Regions from separate parts of the Mus musculus genome. Here all the other regions are linked to region 1. The links are chromatin contacts, called in public Hi-C and HiChIP or PLAC-seq maps. All regions are on one chromosome and are shown on one strand. The core of a region is the stretch at or near the end of the contact, and the rest is flanking DNA. Distances in the headings are between cores, read along the strand shown.

Region 1 (3,522 bases), core at 332-2,831:
TGCTTATTTGTTGGTCCTTCCTCTTGTAACACATCTCAGTTAGCGGAGCCCAGCTAAGTCGCCGTTCAGACCTTAGGAACACACTTAGGAAATACACGAGGAGCTTGGGGATATTCCTGCAACCAACCTGAGGTTAAGAGTCAGGAGATGTGGCAAAGCTGATACTTTCTTCTATTTACCTGGGTCGGGTGACAGAAGAATGGAGGGACCCCTGGCTTAGCTGCTCCGGGGCAGGTGGCAGAGTCGGAGGGTGGCAGGGTGCTGCTGTGGAGTCTCAGTCCTCCGGGATCCCCTACCAGCCCCACAGTTGACCAGCTCTGGCAGACACCACCCACAGTGTGTCTGAAGGAACGACCTCTACTGGACCTGCTCCCTCCCCATGGACTTTGGGATGTTTCAAAGAAACTGATGTCACTGCAAACATTTTCAGTGTCCATTCTCCCCGGGAGCCCTGCCCTTCTCTATCAGCTAAGGGGTCATGGATGATTGACAAAACTCATATTCTGAATAGCGTTGTTAGTTGTCTACTGAAATGTTGGGTGATTTCCTGGGCAGCCATTGTCAAGTCCAGGACTCCATCGTGATTGACAGCAGAAGGGAAGGGTCTACTCTCCTGAGCGATCAATCCCATGCAGCTGGTTTCTGATCAGGTTAAGGGAGAGATGGCTCTGCAGTTAAGAGGCTGGCTGCTCTTCTGAGTTGAATTCACAGCAGCCACAAGGTGGCTCACAACCATGCATAATGGAATCTGATTCCCTCTTCTGGTGTGCATGAACACCTGAGCAATCCTATACATGAAATAAGCAAATAAATAAATCTATAAAAGAAGAAGGACAACAAGAGGGAGGGGGACTCCTCTGGTGGACAGTTTTCCATGGCGAGCCCTTAGGGGTTGGTTTTACTTTGGGCTTAAAATATGCCCTGGGGACCCCTTTGCTTTCTTAAGAGCTGTGAGTTTGAAGAGCTTCAAAAGGGAAAAGACTGAAGCAGGCTGTGGTGGTCATCGAGCAGACTAAGTTACACAGCCTGCCTCAGCAAGGTGAAGCTGCGGGCCAAAGGAGATGGCTCAGCAGATAAAGTGTGGGGACCAGAAGGAACTGGGATGCTCAGAACACATAAAACCCAGGCAGCTGTGGCAGCCTCGCATGGATTTAGCAGATTATAAAGACAGGGCAAGGAGTTGAGCCAAGATCAACAAGCTCTGGGTTCAGCAAGAGACCTCAGTAAGTCAAAAGGAGATCAAGGAGACCCTCCTCAGGTCTCCATCTGTGTACACACATACACACAAAACTTTAAAATGGATCAGGGAGAGGAGTTGTCAAGATACCTGGGCTGAGAAGGTGCTCGACCTATGTAGCTTGCTGGAAGGATTTGGCTGTTTCGGATGGGGCATTGCTGGAAGGACTTGGCTCTGTTTCGGATGGCATTCCTTGCTGAGCAAGCCCGTGTGGCTCCTACGTCTTGTACTGAGGTTGTCCACTTGAGGCTCTGCATTCCTGACGGTAGCCTCAGCCTTTGCCGTGCTCATCAAGCTCCTGGGGACAGCTGGAGAGAGAAGTGGGTGAGGACAGAGTGGGAGGTAGCCTCCTAAGAGGACAGGCCAGCCTCTAGGACAACTCTTGCTCAGCAACACTTCCTGTCCAGCCCCTCGCGGACCATTTTCTGGACAATGATGCCCCCTAGTGGTACAAAATTATAACCCGCAGGTCATTTAGATTTATACCTAGATTTGCAAATTGAACTCCCTTTATGTGTTCTTTGACTGAAGGGTAAGCAGGCAACTGAAACTTTTTAGTTTATTTATGGAAGGGGGTTGGTCCAGGCTGGCTTTTAACTTACTATGTAACAAAGAGTGACCTTTGACCTCTGATCTTTTTACTTCCTGAGTGCAAGTGTCTGCGTTACCGGTTTATGCTACCACACCCAGTTTACACAGAGCTGGAGATCAAACGTGGGGCTTCAAGGATGCTAAACAACTGTGCTACATATTCCAGCCTAAGAGTTCTCACTATAAAATGACAAAAATGATACAAATAAATATAAATTAAAAACTGAAGCGTGAAGGCTGGAGTGGATGATCATGGGTTCGAAACTAGCCTGGACTATATAATGCGATGTTGTCAAAGATAAATAAATGACATGGGGCGTTGTTGGCAGGGGCTGGCTTAGCTGTGTGATTATGTAGCAATCAGTTTTAGAATCATTGTTTATGAATTGTATCATGGTTTGTGCAATTCTCTCTATTTTTATTCATTATATTTCTTTGTGTGTATGTGGGTGGGCATCCTTTAGCCATGGTGTTCTTGTGGAGGTCAGAGGATCTACCCTGAGGGATCTAGAAAGAGATGGCAGGTTATCAGGCATCCACCTTGACCCACTGAACATTCTCTGTAATTCAATAGCCCTATTACGTTTATAGTGCCGAAAATTACCCTTTGACAGGCTGGCCCCTATAAACCCAGGTTCATCATTTGGATACACTCACTTGGTTCCTAGAAATCTGATGTCAGAGCTAGTTATTGCACATGTTCTTTCTTGTGCTGTATATTCATCATTGTGATGGCCAGGAAATACAGTGAAAGCAGCCAGGTGTAGGTGACACACGCCTTCAGTCCCAGCACTTGGGAGACAGAGGCAGGCGAATCTCCGAGTTTGAGAACCTACAGAGTGAGTTCCAGGACAGCAAGGACTACACAGAGAAACCCTGTCTCTAGAAAACTAAAAAAAAAAAAAAAAAATTCTCCAAAAAAGTGAATGGGCTGGTGGGTAAGATCACTGACTGCTCTTCCAAAGGTCCTGAGTTCAAATCCCAGCAACCACATGGTGGCTCACAACCACCCGTAATGAGATCTGACGCCCTCTTCTGTTGCGTCTGAAGTCAGCTACAGTGTACTTTGGGCCCAAGCAAGCAGGGACTGAGCGAGCAGGGCCAACCCGAGCGAACGGGGTTGACCAGAGTGAGCAGAGGTCCTGAAAATTCAATTCCCAGCAACCAAATGAAGGCTCACAACCATCTGTACAGCTACAGTGTACTCACATACATAAAATAAATAAATCTTTGAAAATGTGAAGGCAGTATTTAAGTTTCACCTTATGCTGCTACAGCTAACAAGTACAGAGGACTAACTAGGAAGCTACTCGGTTTGAGGCCTTTTTGCACCACCAAGGCCAGCAGCACACCTCATGATCAGGATGGGCTTTCCTGCTCTCATCCCTGCTCTGCCCACTTTACCTGCTATAAGACTTGGAAACCCAGGAAGCCCCAGGAACTGAGCAGACCAGAGTTTGTGGTATGCATATCGGATGAAAAGAGGGGCAGCAGGAAGTGACAGAGAGGTCAAAGGGCTTCTCGTCAGTAAAGTCAGAACGTGGTTACATAAACCCGAGAGCTCCTGTCAGAACGGCACAGCCCACAAGCGCCCCGCTGTACCCATAAAGGGGGGCTGTGTGGGAGTTAGAGACCGGGGTGGGAGTTCGAGGCCCTCTCTCATCCTCTTCTCGTTTCCTTCCCTCTAGGCCAGT
Region 2 (3,522 bases), core at 314-2,813, 230 kb before region 1:
CAAACCACCGTACCCCAGTATCCTGAATCTATTACGTGGTGTATATATTAGTCAACAGGACACAATATGTGACAGAAGCAGTCAGTGTAAGGGAAGTGTGGCAGTTTGGATGAGAATGGCCCCAGCAGGCTCGTGTTTGCATACTTGGACCCCAGTTGGTGAAGTGCCTGGATTAGGAGATATATGGACCTTTTTAGCAAAGGTGTATCACAGGATGTGGCAGGGTGGCCTTTGACGTTCCAAAGCCCTCGCCAGGCCCAGAGACTCTTTTCCTACCTGCCTGTAGGTCCTCCTGGGGATCAGATGTAAAGCTCTCAGCTATTCTCAGCTACCACAGGTGCCTCCATACTTGCCATAGACTAAGCCTCTGAGACTATAAGCAAGCCCCTAATTAAATGCTTTTATTTATGACCATTGCCTTGGATTCAAGTGGTAGTGTCACAAGCCTTTAATCTCTCCTGGGATTGAGTGTGCACTTGCTGATAGGATCTGAACTCAGGTCCTTCAGGTGCTAGCTCCGAAGGCCCTAACATTTTTTAAAATTGTATTTAAAATGTCTTTGAATACATTTTTACTAATTTCTTCCTAAAAGGCTTCCTGTCTTTGATTAGATTTATTCATAAGCTTGGTTTTTTTTCTTAATGGTCTGCCCTTTATTGTGGCACTAAGTATATTCCATTGTTATCCTGATCATTATCCATCTTTAGAATTTTCTCATCATCCCAAAATGGAACTCTACCCAGTAGACAGACACTCCCTATCTTCCTCCACCCCCTTTCCCTAGCCCTTGATAACCAACTGTCTTCTTTCTCTCTGAATTTGACTAATGTAGGTAGAATCATAAACTGCTTTTTAAAAAACTGAATGCCTTTCTATTTTGGAGTGAAAAAATACCATTAATATATTATTAAGGTTCTATTTTCTCTTTTTTGTTTGTTTGTTTTTGTTTGTTTTTCAAGATGTATTTATTCATTATATGTAAGTACACTGTAACTGTCATCAGACACTCCAGAAGAGAGCATCAGATCTCCTTACGGATGATTGTGAGCCACCATGGTTGCTAGGATTTGAACTCCGGATCTTTGGAAGAGCAGTCAGTCCTCTTAACTGTTGAGCCATCTCTTCAACCCTGTTTGTTTGTTTTAAGGCAAGGTTTCTCTTTGAAGTCCTGCCTGCTCTGGAGTTGTAGACCAGGCTGGCCTCACAGAGATCCACCTGCCTCTGCCTTCCAAGTGCTGGAACTAAAGTGTGCAGCACCACTCACTGTCTAGCTGACCTGTTCTGTTCTTTCTTATCTAACACACTGGCCCAGTTGAGTTCAGCTATATGTGCTTTCTGCATAAAAAAAGTATACACATACAAATAAGGGCATTTTCTATTGTTAATCCTGCGCTTTGACTTTTCAATTAAAATTTTTTAAAAATTTGAACTCTAAACATTTGATTTAGTATAGATCTCCTATCTGGCTCTTGAAGTACCCCTACTCCCTGTATCCCACCCCTCATCCCCCACCTCCCTTTAGGCAAGGTCTCCCTTTGTGGCACTGACTGTCCTGGAATTCACTATGTAGAGTAGGCTGACCTACACAGTGCCCCCTCATTTATTCTTTGTTTAAACATACTAAGAATTGTTGTGCCGGGCGTGGTGGCACACACCTTTAATCCCAGCACTCGGGAGGCAGAGGCAGGCGGATTTCTGAGTTCGAGGTCAGCCTGGTCTACAAAGTGAGTTCCAGGACAGCCAGGGCTATACAGAGAAACCCTGTCTCTAAAAAACCAAAAACAAACAAACAAACAAACAAAGAATTGTTGTACACCTTTAATCCCTGCACTCTAGAAGCGTAGGCAAGTGGATCCCAGTGAGTTCAAGGTCAACCAAAGTCTAGCTGCACAGTCAGACCCTGTCCCCCACTCTTTGTTATTTAGGAGTTCAGAAAAATTGTTGCACACCTGTAAACATGTAATCCCAGCACCTTGGAGGTTGAGGCCGGAGGATCATGAATTCAAGGTCATTTTGGGCTTCCTACTGAGACATTATGTAAAACAAAAACTGAAGAAGAATTGGTATTTAAGTGTTTGCTGTTTGTTTCTGATATGAACTTACAGTCTGATTGTGGTTTCTTTGTGTGTATTATAGTTTAAACGTATGTAGTTCTTAGGATTTTATACCTGCCAGATAATTGGTGGCATTTTGAGCCATATAGACTGTGAACCTATAGAAAAAAAGCATGTAACTACACCTTTTCTGAGATCACAAGGCACTTTTTAACAAGGGCTTTTACACTTCTTGAAATATTTGGAGACACCTTACCCCAGTAGCATCTTATCATCTGGTGGCCTAAAACTCCCTAAATTTTGCCCCTCCCGCCACCCGTCTTGAGGTCCTCTTCATTAGGATTGACCTTTCTGAGTAAGGAGTTTTCCACACTGCTCAGATTACTGTGTTTTTTACTGTGTTGTTGCTGGTTGTTTTTGAAAGGCTCTCTGGGCCAAATGAGCCCTGAAACATTTCCACACTGACCCTTCCCAGCCGCTGATTGAAGGTGCTTCTTCTTGTTTTATAGGTGTCAGCTGTGATGCATGTTTAAAAGGAAATTTTCGAGGTCGCAGATATAAGTGTTTAATTTGCTACGATTACGATCTTTGTGCATCTTGTTATGAAAGCGGGGCAACGACAACAAGGCATACAACTGACCACCCGATGCAGTGCATATTAACAAGGGTAGACTTTGGTAAGTTCATAATGCAAAATCAATTATTATCATTTAAGGGGCTTCTATGGGTATGAAAAGCAAAAACAAAACATCCTGAAACTATCCCATAAGCACCTCCAAGAGTTCAGATTCATTCAAACTAAAATCATCTTCCCTGTGTCCTTCTGTCTCTTGATTACAGTTTTCAGCCCTTGGAAAACTCCACAAGTGGTCCAGAGTGCTACTGAAACAAGCAGTGAAATCAGGCTGGGCTGTTGCTAATAGCCCTCAGTAAGAAAAGCTGTCTGCTTCAGGCCTCAATTATTTAACTAGCCAACACACTTACTATTGTCTTTGATTATAGCCTTCCTGATGGGCATGAAGCACTGGCTCAAGTGGGTTTGATTTGCAGGTCTGATAGATAATGACCCAAGCATTTCTTCTTAATGCTTATTAGCTATTTGTGTATTTTTTAGTAAAATGTTCAGACCCTTTTCCCATTAAAAAAAATTTACATGTAATGCCTATTACTGAATTGTAACCAATCTTTATATATTAGACACATGTTCCTTAACAGATAGATGATTTGCAAAAATGTACTCCCAATCTTTAGTCTTCTCACTTTCTGGGTGCTGTACTTTAAAGTACTGAAGTTTTGTTTTAAAATGCCTTCTTTGTTCTTTTTAATTACTTTGTGTTCAGATGTCATCCTAACGCACATAGCCCAAGCTAAATCACTGGGAAATATGTCTTCTGAGGGTTCCAGTTGTGTCTGATTTAGATCTTTCATGTAGTTAAAATCTTTTTGTTGTTGTTTTCATTTTTGAGAC
Region 3 (3,522 bases), core at 666-3,165, 170 kb before region 1:
CAAGTGTTCAGGCTCTGAGTCAGGGTAAAAAACAGGCTGCAGACAAGTGTTTCAAATTCATGGCGCCAGGTCTAGACTGCGTGGCACTTCTCCCATGGGTGACCATGAGGTAGGGCTCCCCTGTGAGCCACAGAGCTGAGTCTGCTTAAGGGCAGTTAGTGACAGTCCTGAGCTATGATGGGGAGGTAGGGAACAGGGGTCGTCGAAGAACAGGCAAGTCCAAGGTCTACAAATACCAAAAGGAACAGACTGGAGAAGTCTTGTGACGCTAATTCCTATTTATAGTGGTAAAATGGTTCAAATGTTTTACAGTTTAATTCATGCCTGTTGTTTTAAGTATTGTTTATCCTGAATGCATGTCAGTTTTTAAAATTCTTTATTTATATATTTAGTGTGTGTGTGTGTGTGTGTGTGTGTGTGTGTGTGTGTATGTGTGTGTGTACTCTGTAGACCAGACTCTACCTGCCTCTGCCTCCTATAGGCCTGCACTACCGCTGCCTGGATGCTTTTGAAAATTGTTGCCGGTTGTGGTGGTGCACTCCGGTAGGATTTGCTGAAGGAGGCAGAGGCAGGAGGATCATGAGTTCGAGGTCAGCCTGGGCTACATATTTTGGGGTTGGAGAGATGGCTCAGTGGTTAAGAGCACTGACTGCTCTTCCAGAGGTCCTGAGTTCAATTCCCAGCAACCACATGGTGGCTCACAACCATGTGTAATAGGATCTGATGCCCTCTTCTGGTGTGTCTGAAGAGAGCAATGGTGTACTCATATACATAAAGTAAATGAATAAATATTTTTTTAAAGATTTATTTATTTATTATATGTAAGTACACTGTAGCTGTCTTCAGACACACCAGAAGAGGGCATCAGATCTTGTTACAGATGGTTGTGAGCCACCATGTGGTTGCTGGGATTTGAACTCCGGACCTTTGGAAGAGCAGTCGGGTGCTCTTACCCACTGAGCCATCTCACCAGCCCAAATGTGTAGCCCAGGCTGGCCTCGAACTCGTGATCCTCCTGCCTCTGCCTCCTTCAGCAAATCCTACCGGCGTGCGCCACCACTGCCGGCAATATTTTTTAAAAAAAGAAAAGAAAAGAAAATTTTTGAGATAGAACCAAGTGTTAGGCCTGGAGGTACACCCTTGTCATTTCAGCACTCAGGAGGCAGAAGCAGCAGGATCGGGAATTTAAGATCATTGTCAGCTGTTAGTGTACAGCTATAGTTTATAAATTACCCTAGGCTAAATGAAGCTCTCTATTAAAAAAGACAAAAAGATGCCAGGTGGTGGTGGCACAAGTCTTTAATCTCAGCACTAGAGAGGCAGAAGCGGGCAGATCTCTGACTTTGAGGCTAACCTGATCTACAAGGAGAGTTCTACGACAGCCAGGGCTACATGGAGGAACCCTGTCTCTAAAAACAAAACAAACAAACAACAACAACAACAAAGAGAGACAAAAGGATGAAGCTGGAAATATAGCTTAACTGGTAGAGGGCCTGGGCAGTATAACTGAAGCTCTTGACTCCGTTCCCACCACTGCAGAGACCCTGTGACCTCAGGGAGGTGGGAGCGGAGGATCAGAAGTCCAGGGTCACTCTTGATTACATATAGAGTATGAGGCTAGCCTGGGACACATGAGACACTGTCTAAAGGAATAGAAAAGTCAAGAGATTTCAAAAATGGATCCAGCTTGGGTCTCTAGCTCAGTCATAAAGCATTTGCCTAACACGTGCAGGCCCTGGGTTGGGTTCCCTGAACCACACGCAAAACAGCAAATTTGGAAGATCTTACACATGTGAAAAGCAGGAAGACTCACACCCACCAAGCTCCGGGGAGTCATTTGAGCTATGTTGTTCATCACACAGCCAGTCTGAGAAGGGCAGCCATGAATCACCTCCATAAAAAGTCACTTTAGTACAGGTTTTATGGTTCTTTAATTGGTTGGCTTGGGCTCTTTGAGACAAGGTCTCACTCTCTAGCCCAGGCTGGTCTGGAATATGTGGCAATTCTCCTGCCTCAAATTTCCAAATGCTGAGAGTACTGGTATGTGCCATGGCATCTGGCTTCCTTTTAGGTTTCAGTGGAGAAAAAGGCATACATTACACGCCATCTCTCATTGTACAGACACACTGCAGTGTGGGGCTTCAGTGCAGGGCTCTGCCCGGGACGCATCTTCAGTGGTTTGATCCTTTTTGGTTTTTCGAGACAGGGTTCCTCTGTATGGCCCTGGCTATCCTGGAGCTCACTTTATAGACCAGGCTGGCCTCGAACTCAGAAATCTGCCTGCCTCTGCCTCCCAAGTGCTGGGATTAGAGGCGTGTGCCACCACGCCGGGCCTTTCTTCTTCTTCTTCTTCTTCTTCTTCTTCTTCTTCTTCTTCTTCTTCTTCTTCTTCTTCCTCTTCCTCTTCCTCTTCCTCTTCCTCTTCCTCTTCCTCTTCTTCTTCTTCTTCTTCTTTTTTTTTTAATGTTTTTGTTACATTTTCTACTTGTTTTTTTGGAGACATGCATTTACCCATGCCTATAGAGGTTCGGGGATACATGCTGGAATTGGTTCTTCTCTTCTACCACGGAGTTTCCAGGAATCAAACTCAGGTTGTCAAGCTTGGCAGCGAGTGCCTTTTCCAAGTAACCCATCTCACTGTCCTCCTTTTCCAAATTACAGTAGTGTGTGTGTATGTCTCACGCGCACCTGCCTGCCTGTGAGGTTGTGCGCATGCGCATAGGCATGTGTGCCTCAGAAGGATGTGGAAGCCAAAGAGTAACATGTGTGAGTTCTCTCTTTTCACCTCGTGGGTCCTGGGTTTGAACTCAGGTTGTCAGGTTTAGCAGCAAGCACATTTATCTACTCAGTGATCCGCCTGACAGACACACACACACCTCTTTTAATAAGATTTTAATCTTGCATAATATAAAATAACCGGGGCTGGTGAGATGGCTCAGTGGTTAAGAGCACCGACTGCTCTTCCGAAGGTCCTGAGTTCAAATCCCAGCAACCACATGGTGGCTCACAACCATCCATAACAAGATCTGATTCCCTCTTCTGGTGCGTCTGAAGACAGCTACAGTGTACTCACATATAATATAATAAAATAAATAAATCTTTAAAAAAATATATATATATAATAACCAATTAAATTGTTTTGTTTTGCTTCTTTGTTTGTTTAGAAAGGTTCTATCTATGCAGCCCTGGCCTGCCAGGTACGTGTAGACCAGGCTGGCCTTGAGAACTTGGAGCAATCCTCCTGCCTCTCCCTTCCTTGTTATGGGTTTACATGTGTGAGTCACCACACCTGGCTGATTTTTATTTTCTTGAAGGAAAAGCTGAAGGTTTCTTTACCTAAACTACTGATTTGTGTTCATCCCCTCGGATGGGAGGGGATGGATGTGCTGGTGACGTCGCTCCCACAGGGAGCACCAACAGGGAGCACCACCAGGGAAGCAGCAATCTCCACTGACATCAGCACCGCGGGCCGACATCTGAGGAGTCTATCTGCCTGACTCTCATGTAAGTATATGAGCTCAA

The links. A called contact is a pair of places that touch in the nucleus more often than the background predicts. HiChIP or PLAC-seq counts read pairs in DNA pulled down with a chosen protein or histone mark.
Region 2: an H3K27ac HiChIP or PLAC-seq map of embryonic stem cells shows a contact between it and region 1, with 6 read pairs. The contact joins two enhancer-like sites. A contact is called at or near these places in 9 of 39 promoter capture datasets (the HPC-7 cell line, cranial neural crest, embryonic stem cells and 5 more), 1 of 15 datasets of contacts at CTCF or cohesin (the NIH/3T3 cell line), 5 of 115 datasets of contacts at active chromatin or transcription factors (embryonic basal ganglia, embryonic stem cells and extraembryonic endoderm stem cells) and 3 of 9 other capture datasets (adipose tissue, liver and pancreatic islet).
Region 3: a Hi-C map of embryonic limb bud shows a contact between it and region 1, with 3 times the contacts expected there. The contact joins two enhancer-like sites. A contact is called at or near these places in 18 of 39 promoter capture datasets (3T3-L1-derived adipocytes, the C10 cell line, the HPC-7 cell line and 10 more), 2 of 15 datasets of contacts at CTCF or cohesin (the NIH/3T3 cell line and large pre-B cells), 93 of 484 Hi-C or Micro-C datasets (the 3T3-L1 cell line, 3T3-L1-derived adipocytes, B cells and 57 more), 12 of 115 datasets of contacts at active chromatin or transcription factors (the HL-1 cell line, bone marrow-derived dendritic cells, craniofacial prominence and 6 more) and 3 of 9 other capture datasets (adipose tissue, liver and pancreatic islet).

What each region holds. Positions count from the first base shown.
Region 1 is chr6:72,634,345-72,637,866 of GRCm38.p6, reverse strand. All of the region lies in intron 4 of Tcf7l1 (transcription factor 7 like 1 (T cell specific, HMG box)), which reads left to right. Gm15401 (predicted gene 15401) reads right to left here. Exons shown (of 5, transcript NR_040422.1): 4 at 1,328-1,545; 5 at 150-788. Among named protein-coding and RNA genes, the nearest start is that of Gm15401, 6.8 kb to the right of the region's middle. Within about 2 kb of position 1,581, at least 128 of the 459 cell types and tissues checked have an H3K27ac peak or open chromatin away from gene starts, as enhancers often do. A contact at or near this core is called in embryonic limb bud and embryonic stem cells, where this site is marked.
Region 2 is chr6:72,860,967-72,864,488 of GRCm38.p6, reverse strand. Kcmf1 (potassium channel modulatory factor 1) reads left to right here. Exons shown (of 7, transcript NM_019715.2): 2 at 2,564-2,731. Among named protein-coding and RNA genes, the nearest start is that of Kcmf1, 37 kb to the left of the region's middle. Within about 2 kb of position 1,563, at least 7 of the 459 cell types and tissues checked have an H3K27ac peak or open chromatin away from gene starts, as enhancers often do. A contact at or near this core is called in embryonic stem cells, where this site is marked.
Region 3 is chr6:72,804,509-72,808,030 of GRCm38.p6, reverse strand. No RefSeq gene overlaps it. Among named protein-coding and RNA genes, the nearest start is that of Tcf7l1, 17 kb to the right of the region's middle. Within about 2 kb of position 1,915, at least 18 of the 459 cell types and tissues checked have an H3K27ac peak or open chromatin away from gene starts, as enhancers often do. A contact at or near this core is called in embryonic limb bud, where this site is marked.